Regions from separate parts of the Rattus norvegicus genome. Here regions 1, 2 and 4 are each linked to region 3. Evidence: chromatin contacts called from public Hi-C data. All regions are on one chromosome and are shown on one strand. Each heading gives the region's core, a stretch centred on a gene start, on an enhancer-like site or on the middle of the called end of the contact. The rest is flanking DNA. Distances are from core to core; before and after follow the strand shown.

Region 1 (3,461 bases), core at 214-2,713, 330 kb after region 3:
CAGTGGCAGGCATAGCTGCCCGAATTCAGGGGGAAAATGCCTGTCATTTACCTCACATAACTTTATACATCTTGATTCAGACAATTAAAAATGTAAGACTTGAAGCCTGGAATCTCATTTCAGTAGAGTAGTTGTGCTCTTTGCGAATATAATTCAGACAGTGTGGTCTTCTTTGATCACTGACCAAACTCAGCAGATGTAACTGAGGCGCTAAAAACATTAGCGCTCCTGTATATGTCCTTGTATACAGAGGTATTAGCATGGGGTGGTTCACAGATACCACAGGTTAGTCTAGGAATACATTTATGTGCTTTGCTCCAGCACCTGTATCTACAGAAAAGCAGTTTTTCCGTCTTTGGGTCTTTCATACAAATGGATTGATTTTCTGCAGATGGCATGTTTCACACAAAGGATATAGCTCAGTTAAGAGGCTGGTTTCTTGGCACATAGCATGGATGCCCAGGACCCCATAAACCAGACCTGTTTCAGGACACTGCCTGGCGTCCCCAGACTCAGGAGGGTGTGAGTGCGCCGGAAGGCAGAGATTCAGGGTCATCTGCTTTAAACCAAGTCAATGCCAGTCCAGGAAACAGGAGATCCTGTCTCAAAGAAAGAAAAACACGTTCTCTATAATATTGTAAAATTTCATCGCAAAATCTTTAAAACTTCAGGGTAGAGGTGATTGCTTACCAGTGCTCAGCCTTGCCAGTCCCAGAGCTAGGCAGTAAATATTTGGTGAAAGGATGAGTGTCCTCCCGTTAGGCAATGAGGTTGCTTTAGCAATCGGATCCCTTAAATGGCATTATTTACTTGCTGAAAATGTGTTTTCTATATTGGCTAAGTTGTTTAATTTACATAGGCCTGCTGCCACACTGCCCTGTCACAGATCCACTGCAGAGCGTGCCCACAGCCTTTCTGACCTTCTCGCATCTAGAGATGTTGAGAAGCAAAGCCAGCTGTATCCATTTTGATTTCACAGCCCAGCCCAGCCCTGCCCCACCCCGCCCCTCTACCTCTAAATTGCAATTCTTTGATTTTCAATGCAGAGATGACATGCCCCAGCCTGGTCTGTGATTCCATAAATGCTTTAGCTTTAGGTTATAAACAGACTCAAGTGGAGTCTTGTCTGCCTGTTTACTGGACTGTTTTAGAGGCTGCTCAAATCCAAATGGCCAGGGGGAGGAGATGGAAACTTAATGTGTTTCAGGCTTCAGCGCCTGAAGGTAAGGGAGACACTGGGTTTCCCATTGCAGGTGAGCAGAAAAGACCTTTGAGCCTAAGCCATCCTGTTTTTCCCCAGTAAATATATATCATACTCAAATGACAGGTTTTCTGTCAAATACTGAATGAGACCCGCCTATCCAGGGAAGTTGAGCAATTCTTTGCTTGTTCAATACTTTAATCCTCAGCTCAGTTAAACAGAAGCTCCGGCACACAGGACAGAAAGTACAGCAAACATTGGGCATGCCAAACATGATGGGACTTTTTTGCTGGCATCACTCTGCCCTTCACCACTCCCCACTGGAAGAACGAGTTTTAAAGTTCTTTCTCTTGCCCAGGAAGCTGTTATTCTTATGGCAAAAGGCTGAGATCAATCACTATGCCAGATCCACGTCATTTGAAAGCATGACACAAGGGCAGGGATTAAGTTGAAATTTTAAGATGTAAAGTGTTATAATGTGAAGGAATTGGTACTTGTTGACTATATCCAAGGATGGTTGATGTACTTGGCATTTTCCAAACAATGTAATTCATTTATGATTACTTATGAATGGGAATCGGAAAGTTTTGAGTTGGGCTCTATGTTAGACACTGAAAGGAAAGAAAATGAATTGTCCTTAAGAAGTCTGCAAAGAGCTAGAGAGGCTCAGTGGGAAAGGTGCCTGCAGTGCCAGCATAGAGACCGAAGAAGAATCCGTATGAAGAACCCCAGAGTGGTGGTACAGGCTTGGCATTCCAATGCTGGGGAGGCAGAGACAGGTGGATGCCTGAGGCTCATAAGCTAGTCATCCTAACCTAGTCAGTGAGTCCCGGGTCAGTGAGAGACTGTCTCATAAAATGGACAGCTCCTGAGGTGTAATACCTGAGGCTGTTCTTTGTCTTTCACATGCACATACATCTGAACTCGAACAAATACAAACAGATGCACAACTCAACAGGTTCACATAGGTCAACATTGTACCCAGGAGAGCATCATGGAATGAACATACAATAAGTTTTTGTGTCATTGTATTATCACTGTGTCTCAGCAATGTCCCCTTATGTCCTCATTAGTTTTTGTTGTTGTTGTTGTTGTTGTTGTTGTTGTTGTTGTTTTGTTTTGTCACCTACACACAACCTGGATTCCCGAGGGAAGGGGGATTCTCAATTGAAATTTTGCCTTGATCAGATTGGCCTGTGAGCATGTCTGTGGTGGACATTGTCCCAGTGGATGATTTATATGGGAGGACCCAGCCTGTTATGAGGAGCACCATCTCTAAGCAACTGGTCCTGGGATGCATACAACAGCTAGTTGAGCCTGAGCCAGAGGGTGAAGCAACAGGCATTCGTTTGTTGTTTCTACTTCAGTTCCTGCCTTTACTACCCACAATGATAGACTGCCACTTAAAACTTTAAGATGAAATAAAGCCTCTCCTTTTGTGTTGGCTTTGGCTAGAGTGACTTATTGTAGAAACAGAATGAAAAAGTGATCCTGCCAGTAGGAAGCAGGAAAGGACATTAGACAAGAGTGTCAAGTACCAAGCACCCGTGGCATAAAAAAAATAGCCAATTCAATGATAGAAGTGCTGAGATTTTTCTTAGAAAAGCAGGACATGTTTGGCTGGAGAAGCATCCAATCCATGGTAGTGGAACCAGACCAACTCATCTGGCTCTGGTCTGTAGTACAACAGCTCCAGGCAGAGTTGCTGGGGAAGATTATGCAGCCAAAACGAGATAGATAGTAGTGTCAGCAATCAAGTGGAAATGGCCCACGGGAGCTGCAAGTGATCTTTAGAGTAACATGGCAGCCATGGTCACCCTGCAGAACAGCAGGCGTCCTAGTAGGTCTAGACATGGCTATGTCAGGTGGGACACTTGTGGTACATAGTTAAGCACAATTGGACATAACTGAAAGACAGGAAGCCTGAGGACCGGCTAGGAAGCTATTGTAGAATGCCAAGAGTAGGTGACAAGGACCTGAAACAAAGCAATATTGAAGAGGTCATGTTCAAAGATGCTTAGGAGACAAAAGGCATTATTTTTTGGTGGGCAATGAGTATGGAGAAGGGAAGAAGATGGAGAACATGCTTAAAGAGACCATCATCCGAGATGTGGGCTGTATATGGAGCCTGCAGCTGGCAAATTCTCATCCAGTAGCTAGGGCACGACTCAAGTAGTACAGAGTGAAAGCATCATCCTCGGTCAATATTCTTACCACCCCATTTGTGAGTTTATTCCTTCCATTGATACAACCTATGCTT
Region 2 (3,265 bases), core at 365-2,864, 430 kb before region 3:
CGAGTGCTTTTGTAGGTCAGGATGTCAACAAATGCTTACTGAACACCTATGACACATCACTCTTGTGTAAGGATTAAGTCGTATCATCTTTAGTCCTCAGTATAGATCCTTGAGGCCTTATTTTTTTAAGTAGGGAGGCAAACTCTGAGAAGGCCAGTGACTTTGCCAACATGGATGACCCTGATGAGCTATGAGGGACGCAACCTGTAACTTTCTTCCCGAAGCTCAAATCTCCTGGCATACCTGATAGCCACTAAGGATGTCTGGTTACACCCAAGTAGAGTTAAAGTTGTTACTCGCATTCGAGAATCAGTCACCAAGACTTTTTATTCTGTGATATGGGCACTGCCTTCACAGTAAAAGAGAGTCTTTAGATAAAGGGATAGATACACGTTTTGGTTTTGGATGTGCTTTATGGAAAGTGTAGCAAACATATGGGCGCACGGGGACACAGGACAATGACAATGAAGTCAGCAGCAGAGGAAGTTGTAGAGTTATACTAGTAAATATGACAAGAGTTGTTCCTCGCCTGAATAGTTAATATGCCAGGACATGGAGGCTCCATGTTTTAAAGAACTGATTGATACTTTTGAGTTTTATAGTTACCAATGCTGAGAAGGCCATGTTCCGTCAATATACAATCTGAAACAGAGAAGTGTATGTAAGACCCGTTGTCAAGCTTGTTGGAAGTCCTGTCTGAGACACAAGCTAAAAGTAACTAATTTATCAGTATTGTTTAGGCGCTCACTGCTAACTTGGATAGCAATCCTCACAATCAAATGTTCGAACACAACATGATCCTCATGAGACACTTCCTGGTTGAGGCAAGTTGATGGAACATCTCCGTTTTCTATAATTAAGCTGCTACACTTCTAGAAGAGCACAAAGCTACTGTGTGTAAAGTAAACACACTGCGTAGTCCGTAGCCTGCCATGTGTCTGAGCATGATGTCTCTGGATAGTGGATGGGAGGAGTGATGGCATATACAGGGCACAGGCGTGTCTCAAGCTGGGGCCACACAGCTGTGCAGGGTAACACAGGTGAGCCTAGACCGAAGCACTTTGGAACTGTTACACAATTTAGGTTGAGTTTATCTTTGGTCATCGCACATTCAGGAGTTTTCTGCTATTGTCACTCTCTTTGGAGCGGTCACCTTCAGTTAAGTGACCCTGTAGTGGGGGTCATTTCAGTTTAAGAAGCTGGCTTTGTAACATATTTAAATATGGGCACAGTATTCACCAGTGCAAAGGCCTAGTGACAAGAGAACATTTTTACATTGTTCATCCCAGTACTGTAGTGGTGTGGGAAGCTGCTTTTTAATGAAAGTTATTAGAAATACTGACTTTCATATTATATATATGTATATTTATAAAATATGTGGGTATCTATAGCATATATTTTGCTGCCTTCAAACAACCACTTATGTCAAAGCAGAAACAGAAAAAAAAAAAAAGAAGAAGAAGAAGAAGAACAAAACAACATTGAGATTTTCCCAAGCATTTACAAACATGTCGAACAGCCTGGGACTTTCTGGGATCCTGTACGAGCCCTGGTCTGTGACCTAAGGTAACATTTTTGTTTGGTACAGTTCATATCTTCTGAGTGAGTCTGTCACATATTCAGAGCACTGGGACACCCCCAGGGGAGGCTTGTGCTGAATGAATAACTTAGTCAGGCAAAGAATGGCCACTGTAAAACCATTCCTTAGCGCGGGCTTCTGGCAGGGCCAAGTGTTACTTTAGGATTTAAGGAAGTATATTGGAGTCTTGTATGTGGTATGCTTCAAACATTTCTTTCCTTAAAAAGGACTAAAACCCACTGTTCTTTTCTCTCTCTCTCTCTCTCTCTCTCTCTCTCTCTCTCTCTCTCTCTCTCCCCTCTCTCTCTCTCTCTCTCTCTCTCTCTCTCTCTCTCTCTCTCTCTCTCTCTCTCTCTCCTGTTTGTCTCATTTCCTTCTCCATCCACCCCCTTTCCCTCCTCTCCCCTCCCCCCACTTCCTCTTCCCCTCCCCCGCCTCCTCCTTTCCCTGTTGTGACTTAAGTTCTTCTGCAATTAACATCCCATCTCTGCCAGCAGAGGGCACTGTTTGCGCGTTTAAGCAGAAGTCTCGGCTTTGTCTTTCCAGTGTGAACAGTCTCTGAGTCACAGGCAGGCCAGCTATTTGACCAGCAAGATGCTGGTGAGAAGGCCAGCCTGGGTGGTAGTGTTTCAGCATCATTTTGCAGAACATTTCCTTTGTTGCTTGGAGAAATGTTCGTTGCAAATACACTTGTAGTTCCCGGTGGAAAATATATATGTTTTGAACGTGAGCGAAGGCACTGGTGTGGAGTCACTCGGCATCTAAATATCACAAGTGCTTCGTTAGGGTGTCGGATTCTGGAGGTATCCGCACCAGAGTAGCTCAGCTCGCTGCAGGGGCGTCATGAATAATTTCTGTAGCAGCTGATGACATCATAAAGCAATCAGGCATTCCCTGCACCCTGTAATCGATGAGCTTAGATGTCTTGGGATGGAAGGGTGGAAAGACACTTTTCCTCTCACTGGGTTTGAGCATTTTGGAATTAGTCAGTGGCTGTTCACGAAAATAAAGCAAGTCACGTTCAGCTTTCAATCCATTGTGGAATATTTTCTTGAGAGTTGCATATACATCGTTTATAATATTGAATTATATATTTTGTAGTGGGGGCTGGGGATTTAGCTCAGTGGTAGAGCACTTGCCTAGCAAGCGCAAGGACCTGGGTTCGGTCCCCAGCTCCGGAAAAAAAGAAAAAAAAAAAAAAAGAAAGAAAAAATTTAAATATATTTTGTAGTGGAATTGAGGTACTTTTGTATTTTTATAGCAATTATTAAAAAAAATTAATCGAAGTATAGATGAGAACCACGCACTCTAACAATGAAAGTCACGATTAGGCAGACAGCGACTGTTCCATTCCTCCCTTCTCTGGCCTCAGTGTCTCTCTCTGCTCAGGTGTAACTTTTTAATTCTGGAACCTGTTTTTTACTTACCCACTCCATCTCTGAAATAGTCAGCTTGTCTTGCTGGTCTCTAAGCTACTACCTTTAGGTGTTAGCTATAGTTTGATTGAAGCATGAGTATGTTGCCCAGGGTTGTGTGCTAAACCTCGGTCACCAGTGTGGTAATGCTGGAGATGGGCACCTTTAAGCGAAGGTGGGGTAATTAGAGCAAGGTAATTAGTTCACATGAAAGGGATCAAAGCCATATGTATGGGAACCCGCTTACTTCCTCTTAGAGTGGGTTGTTATA
Region 3 (3,099 bases), core at 336-2,835:
TAAGTATTGTATATTAATAAGAAATAATGTCTTAATCACCTTTTCAAATCAAGCTCAGTAACCAATCCTCTTGCTTCTCCTCTCTGGCTAGCTCCATATATCTTTAAGTGGTATGGCAACTGTTGACCAACTAAACTCTAAAATATCTATTTCCATCTGGTAGAGTTCAACTTCTGACTCTTGTTTGCTTTTTTCTTCCTGCCTGGACTTCAGTTTTTTCCTCCCTCTCCCCTCTCCTACTTTAATAGAGTTGGGTTAACCCTATTTTGGGCCTAATAGTTTTAGCAGGCTCATGCCTTCCTTCTTTCCAGGCTGTTTTCAAGCAACTTTGCCAGTGAATGAGGGTGTCTAGGTTTAACATTCTGAACAAGGTTCAAGTTTTATTTTTCGTCTGTCTTAATAGCAGCACAACTTTAAAGTTCTGACATTACTTGAACTACAAAAATTTAATAAAAAACAAATTTGGTTGTGTGTATAGTACATATGCATAAAATACATATTATTTTCAAAAACCACCTTCCTTGTTTTGTTTTGAACAGATTCTGTTATATTTTCTTCTGAAATAACAGCCACACCGGCCTTACTTACTACCTGTTTGCCAATTAAACTTTTACAGACACATTTCCACCTTTCCCGGAGCAGTGGGTTCCCGGGTGTCTGCAGCCCCTTAGGGTAATGGCTCGGATTAAGCAGCAGGATAGCTCCTGGGAGCCGGTCCTTCCATTCCCCGCATTCACCGGAGCCCCAGACTCTGCCGCCGCACGCTCCTCCTTCCAGAGCTGCCAGCCAAGCCGTCTGGAGCTGGAATCAGATGTAAAATGGGGTACGCACGGGGCAGGGGCTGCGGAGACCGAACCCCGGTCCTGCCGATCCGGACACACCACCATAATTGAGTCTAGAATCCCAGACCAGAAGCGGGGACCCGGACTGCCGGGTCCCCACTGGCCAGGGTCCGAGGCGGAGTTATCTTGGGGGCGGAGCTTTCACACGCGCCTCCTCGGCCTCTCTCTCCACCCTCCACCGCTCCTGCGTCTCAGGCTGCCACTCGGGGTTTATTTGTTTACAAGCAGATTACGTCAGCTCCTCCCTCTCTTCCCGGCCTCTGGGCACGCCCCCTGGCGGCCCTTCTCCCGCCCCCTCCGGCTCCGAATCTGCCTGCGTCACAATGGTGCGATCTCCGGATTGGCTGGCGTCCTCCCTCACGCTCCAGGTACGCCACTTCCTTTCCGCAGCACTATAAAATGAGCTGCACGGCGGCGGCAGCTCTTCGCCCCTCGGAGCTGGAAATGCAACTCTTGGGATCCTCGGAGGCTACCGAGCTGGAGGCGGAGGCGGCTGGGGAGGTCCGAGCGATGTGACCAGGCCGCCATCGCTCGTCTCTCTCTGTCTCTCCTGCCGCCTCCTGGCTTGAAAATAACTTTTTTACTCTAAAGGAAAGAAAAAAAATCCCCTAGAACCAGTAGCCGTCCGCGCCTCGCGCCCTCGCTTCCTCTCGGCCGTCGGGTCTGGGCGGGAGCCCGGGGTGGCCGCTCCGCCGTCGGGGCCGAGCCCCGGCCGCCCCGGGCCACCCCCGGCCGCCGCCCCCATGCATCCCTTCTACACTCGGGCCGCCACCATGATAGGCGAGATCGCCGCCGCGGTGTCCTTCATCTCCAAGTTCCTCCGCACCAAGGGGCTCACGAGCGAGCGACAGCTGCAGACTTTCAGCCAGAGCCTGCAGGAACTGCTGGCAGGTGAGCGGGTCACGGGACCCGTCGCGGGTCGCCACTAACGGGCGCGTCCCGGTCGTGGCTGGGGGGGGGGGGGCTGGGCGGCAGGGCGCCGCGACACGCACAACAAAGGATCCGAAGCGGTGCGACGCGGAGCTGCGCCCCGACGGCTACCGGCGGGTGGCGGGGAACAAAAGACCCAGGGCCCGGAGTCCGGTCAGTCCCCTCTGCCAGGTCGCCGCGACCGTTGCGAGGGTCGGCGGCTGAGCTCCTGAGTGGCTTGTCGCCGCCGTTCCTCTGACCCGACCCGGCCCGGGACGGACGTGCCAGGGCTCCGCACCTCCTATGCCTCTTGCCCATTAATCATCGGATTTGTCACCGGTACAATTACAACCCAGCCCAGATCTTGGTTTAGAGTTTCTTGGTTTTCTTTCCTTTGGGGTTAACTGACCATAGTGGCGTTGTCTTACTCTTAACCCCCACTAAAGCCATAAAGTCTATTGTATGCGACCCCGTTGGGGTGGAGAAAGTAAACAGGTTCCCGCCCGGTCGCCTGTGCCTTCTAGCTAGTTGGCCATCCCGGGCTGCGCGCGCGATTCCTGTTTTGGCGGCTCAACCGGTCAGTACCCGGACAGTGTTTGCCACACTGCGCTTTTCTCCATTCGGTCTCGCAAGAGCGAATTCAGTCCCGGACATTTGTAAAAGTTGGTGGTTTTGGTTTTCGCTTCTCCAAGAAGCTGACAGGAGGAGGAAAGTAACAGTACAGTACGGCTTAGGTTACTACGGTTCTAAGCATTGTTTCTGTTCTTTCCTTCCACAGAGCATTACAAACATCACTGGTTCCCAGAAAAGCCGTGCAAGGGATCAGGTTACCGTTGTATTCGCATCAACCATAAGATGGATCCTCTGATTGGACAGGCAGCCCAGCGGATTGGACTGAGCAGTCAAGAGTTGTTCAGGCTTCTCCCAAGTGAACTCACACTCTGGGTTGACCCCTACGAAGTGTCCTACAGGATTGGAGAGGATGGCTCCATCTGTGTGCTGTATGAAGCCTCACCAGCGGGAGGTAGCTCTCAAAACAGCACCAACGTGCAAATGGTAGACAGCAGAATCAGCTGTAAGGAGGAACTTCTCTTGGGCAGAACAAGCCCTTCCAAAAACTACAATATGATGACTGTATCAGGTTAAGATATAGTCTATGGATGGATCATCTTATAATGGATGGATAGATTTGATTTTTTGCTTTGGGTGGGCTCCTCTTGGGGATGGATTATGGAATAACCATGTCACAGCTGTGAAGATCTGGCACAAGATAGAGTGGTAATAATTTTTTTTTTTAAAGTGACAGTGCCATAGTTTGGACAGTACCTTTAAGTGATTTAAGTAGCCT
Region 4 (3,194 bases), core at 205-2,704, 400 kb before region 3:
TTGGCTGTGAAGAATCACAGATATATGGGAACTGAATGACAGTTGTCTATGTGATTATGAATCCCTGTGTTATAGTCTGTTTAGAGCCTGATTTCCAAACTTGGATACTCAATGAAGACCCTCTCAGAACGAACTGCCTAAGAACTATCTTAAGAACTATGCCTAAGAACTATCTTAAGAACTTGTTAAATATACAGGTGGTGTAAGGACCCCCCAGCCCAGGAATTCTAGTTGGATGGATCTACAAAAGCATTGGGAGGTTTTGCACTATTATCTTAGCTACGGTGTTGTATAAAGCAAGCTCCCAGTGCTATGCTACTGGTGTAGTAACTGGGAACCTCTCCTGGGATGTGAGACACATTCTCAGGTCACTGCAGTGCTGAGCTTGGGAAAGACAGCTTTAGTTGCAGTCCTAAAGTAATGTCTGCCCCTATTCCCATTGGATTCCTTGTTTTTTAAGGAATAATAGCTTACTTTTTAAAAAAAGATGTGTGGGTGTATGTGTTCGTGCCTGTGCATATTCGTATAAATGCAGTACCCTCGAAGGCTGGAATGGGGCATCAAATCCCCCTTGCGAGCCCCCGGCCATCGCTTCTGGAAGCTGAACTCAGGTCCTGTGTAAGAGCAGTGTGTGCTCTTAGCTGCAGGGCCATCTCCCCAGCCCATAACAGTAGCTTTGTAAAAACAAAACAAAACAAAACAAAACAAAAAACAAAAAAGCAAAGAACGAACAAACAAACAAACTAATAAAAACCTCCATTCATTTCTACATTTGTTTCATCATTTTAGATAATGGGCTTGAGCAATTGAAGATGGGAAGAGTTGAGCTGTCATTCTTTCTATGTGTATGGTTTATTTGACTTCTTCATCATATTCTGCTAACAGACACATGTATATCTTCCCCCCAGACTGCAAGCTTGCGCACATGACAGGTGCTGGCAAAGTACTCAAGACTTATTAGTGAATGGAATATCTGGATCCTGTGCCTGCCCAGCCCAGTTTCCTGTTTCTTTCATGACAATGTGGCTCATCGCCTCCCTAAGTGTGTGTTGTTAATATGGAGTCTACTGATCATACTTGCTCTCTTTGTAACTTCATAAGTTTACCCAATGGCAGAGTTTAGGGGTTTGGGACATTGGCATACAGCAAAGACCAGAAGTCGTCCCCCCACCCCCCAGAAAGTCAATCTTGCGTTTTGCAAAAAAAAAAAAACCAAAAAAACAAAAACAAACAAACAAAAAAAAACCCTGGAAGTGATCAAGTTCAAACATGATTCTCAATTTGTTATTTTCTCATCACTTTTTGTTCTGTGCAAACACATGGCTTGGCATAGATGCAGTGTGTTCCTCTCATTTGTCCAATCCAGAAACCTAATCCCTCTGCCTCCCATGGCTGTGCAGTCACTCCAGAGTGACCTTGGGGAGGGTATTATTTACACTTGACTGAACCTGGGACTCTTGCTCTGAGCCCAGAGAAGGGACTAGAAAAACCTGCAGAACCAGCTCAGCCACTTCAGACTATAAACAAGCGGTCCAATGGGAAAAGGGGCAGAGATTACTTTAGGACTGCAATTAAAGCCTTTCCCAAGGCTGTCAGCACATCTGGCTGAGCAGTGGCCTGAGAATGTTGCTCACGTCCCCGGAGAAGTTGTCGGTTACTATGACAGTAATGTGGTACTGGGTGCTTGCTTTACACAAACTGCAGTGGATTTTTATTCAATGTACCTTGCTTTATCAAAACAACATTTTTCACACATGTACACAGGCCTACTAATGTATAGATACATACTTTCCATAGTCTATGTATAGAAAGAGTGGAAAGTCTAATGCTAGAGTCTCGTTAGAGGCAACAAAATTAAACAGCCTTTGAAGGTTAATTTGACTGAGGGCGAACACTGGGGAAATAAACAAGAAGGACCATTTGGATAACGAATGTAGGCTGTAATGGTATCATTTTTCTATTGGTGGCGCAAACCTACACTAAATAAAATTTTCACTGTAATCATTTGGGAGACACAGAAGAAATAGGCATCATGCTTTCTGCCCTTTCATATTTGAGGAGAGAGGACAATGTATATTTTATTGAATGAATTAGTGAGATATGTATAAAAAAATAATGAATTGGCTAGAGAAGATCCAATGTTGCTCTTGCAGAAGACCTGGCTTCAGTTCTCAGCACCCACACTGTGGCTCATAACACCTCCCTGTCACTCCAGCTCTGGAAGATTTGACTTAATCTTCCGACCTCTGCAGGTGCCCAGGCACACATGTGTTGAGCATATATGTACATGCTGGCCAAAGAGTCACGAACATACTGTAAAACAAATAAATCTAAAATCAATGGTGATTTTAGATGAATGAGATAAATATCAGCTTTAATTCAGAGGAGAGGGTTTTCAAGAGGGAGGGAAAAGAGGAAGTCAGCTTGTGTCTGACAGATTTAGAGGACAGTGAAGAGAGAAGGCCTTACAGCATCAAGGCTTACCCTCAGAGGCAACCAATGAAGTGAGCTGTCTTCGGGGGGCATAACAGCACCTCAGCTAAGGAGCGGGGCAGAAGTGCTTCTGGGAAGATGAAAAGAAAAAAAGGGCATGTCTAAACAGTGGTTCTCAACCTGTGGGCCAACACCCCTTTGCAGGTTGCATATCAGCTCTACTTCATATCAAATATTTTCATTATGATTCCTAGCAGTAGCAAAATTACAGCTATGAAGTAGCAGCAAGAATAATTTGATGATTGAGGGTCACCACAACACAAGGAACTGTATTAAAGGGTCGCCCCACTAGGAAGGTTGAGAATCCCCGGTCTAGCCTCTGCCGGCTTGTCTAAAGGCCAAAGGAAGTCCTGAGTGAATTTGTGTTGTTGACGTGGACACATCCATGTCAAGGACCTTAGTGCCTCAGCCCCATGGGAGTGACAAAGACATCCCCAGCTGAGGCTAAGCAAGGATTTCCTTGGGTCTGAGTGGAAATGTTCATAATGCCTGCAGAAAATGCTCACTGTAGCTTTTTCCCCACAGATGTTTGTCACCCAAAGACCGATCCCTCCAGAGATGGCTCCTATGGAGACTAGTTAACCCTACTCCTTGTTCGTATGTATATATAATAACCGTGACTCTGTGTTTATCTGTGTGTAATAATCCTACAGTTCTCTTTGACTGTATAAAACAAATACCCTGAGCTTCCTGAGTGCTAC

What was found. A called contact is a pair of places that touch in the nucleus more often than the background predicts.
Region 1: a contact with region 3 is called in a Hi-C map of liver, with 5 times the contacts expected there. The contact joins the enhancer-like site here to the promoter of Btg1 in region 3. A contact is called at or near these places in 8 of 12 Hi-C or Micro-C datasets (the A7r5 cell line, Schwann cells, hepatocytes and 4 more).
Region 2: a Hi-C map of Schwann cells shows a contact between it and region 3, with 10 times the contacts expected there. The contact joins the enhancer-like site here to the promoter of Btg1 in region 3. A contact is called at or near these places in 9 of 12 Hi-C or Micro-C datasets (the A7r5 cell line, the Rat2 cell line, Schwann cells and 6 more) and 1 of 1 datasets of contacts at active chromatin or transcription factors (oligodendrocytes).
Region 4: a Hi-C map of kidney shows a contact between it and region 3, with 2.4 times the contacts expected there. The contact joins the enhancer-like site here to the promoter of Btg1 in region 3. A contact is called at or near these places in 2 of 12 Hi-C or Micro-C datasets (the Rat2 cell line and kidney).

Annotation. Positions count from the first base shown.
Region 1 is chr7:33,554,223-33,557,683 of GRCr8, forward strand. No RefSeq gene overlaps it. Among named protein-coding and RNA genes, the nearest start is that of U2l1, 280 kb to the right of the region's middle. Within about 2 kb of position 1,464, at least 4 of the 93 cell types and tissues checked have an H3K27ac peak or open chromatin away from gene starts, as enhancers often do. A contact at or near this core is called in hepatocytes and liver, where this site is marked.
Region 2 is chr7:32,793,782-32,797,046 of GRCr8, forward strand. No RefSeq gene overlaps it. Among named protein-coding and RNA genes, the nearest start is that of Plekhg7, 100 kb to the left of the region's middle. Within about 2 kb of position 1,615, at least 15 of the 93 cell types and tissues checked have an H3K27ac peak or open chromatin away from gene starts, as enhancers often do. A contact at or near this core is called in the A7r5 cell line, Schwann cells and liver, where this site is marked.
Region 3 is chr7:33,226,564-33,229,662 of GRCr8, forward strand. Btg1 (BTG anti-proliferation factor 1) reads left to right here and starts at 1,586. Exons shown (of 2, transcript NM_017258.2): 1 at 1,586-1,733; 2 at 2,530-3,099. The coding sequence starts at 1,586. The coding sequence ends at 2,897. It overlaps LOC102550725 (a long non-coding RNA gene), which reads right to left and starts at 1,062. Exons shown (of 3, transcript XR_005486879.2): 1 at 592-1,062.
Region 4 is chr7:32,823,442-32,826,635 of GRCr8, forward strand. No RefSeq gene overlaps it. Among named protein-coding and RNA genes, the nearest start is that of Plekhg7, 130 kb to the left of the region's middle. Within about 2 kb of position 1,455, at least 10 of the 93 cell types and tissues checked have an H3K27ac peak or open chromatin away from gene starts, as enhancers often do. A contact at or near this core is called in kidney, where this site is marked.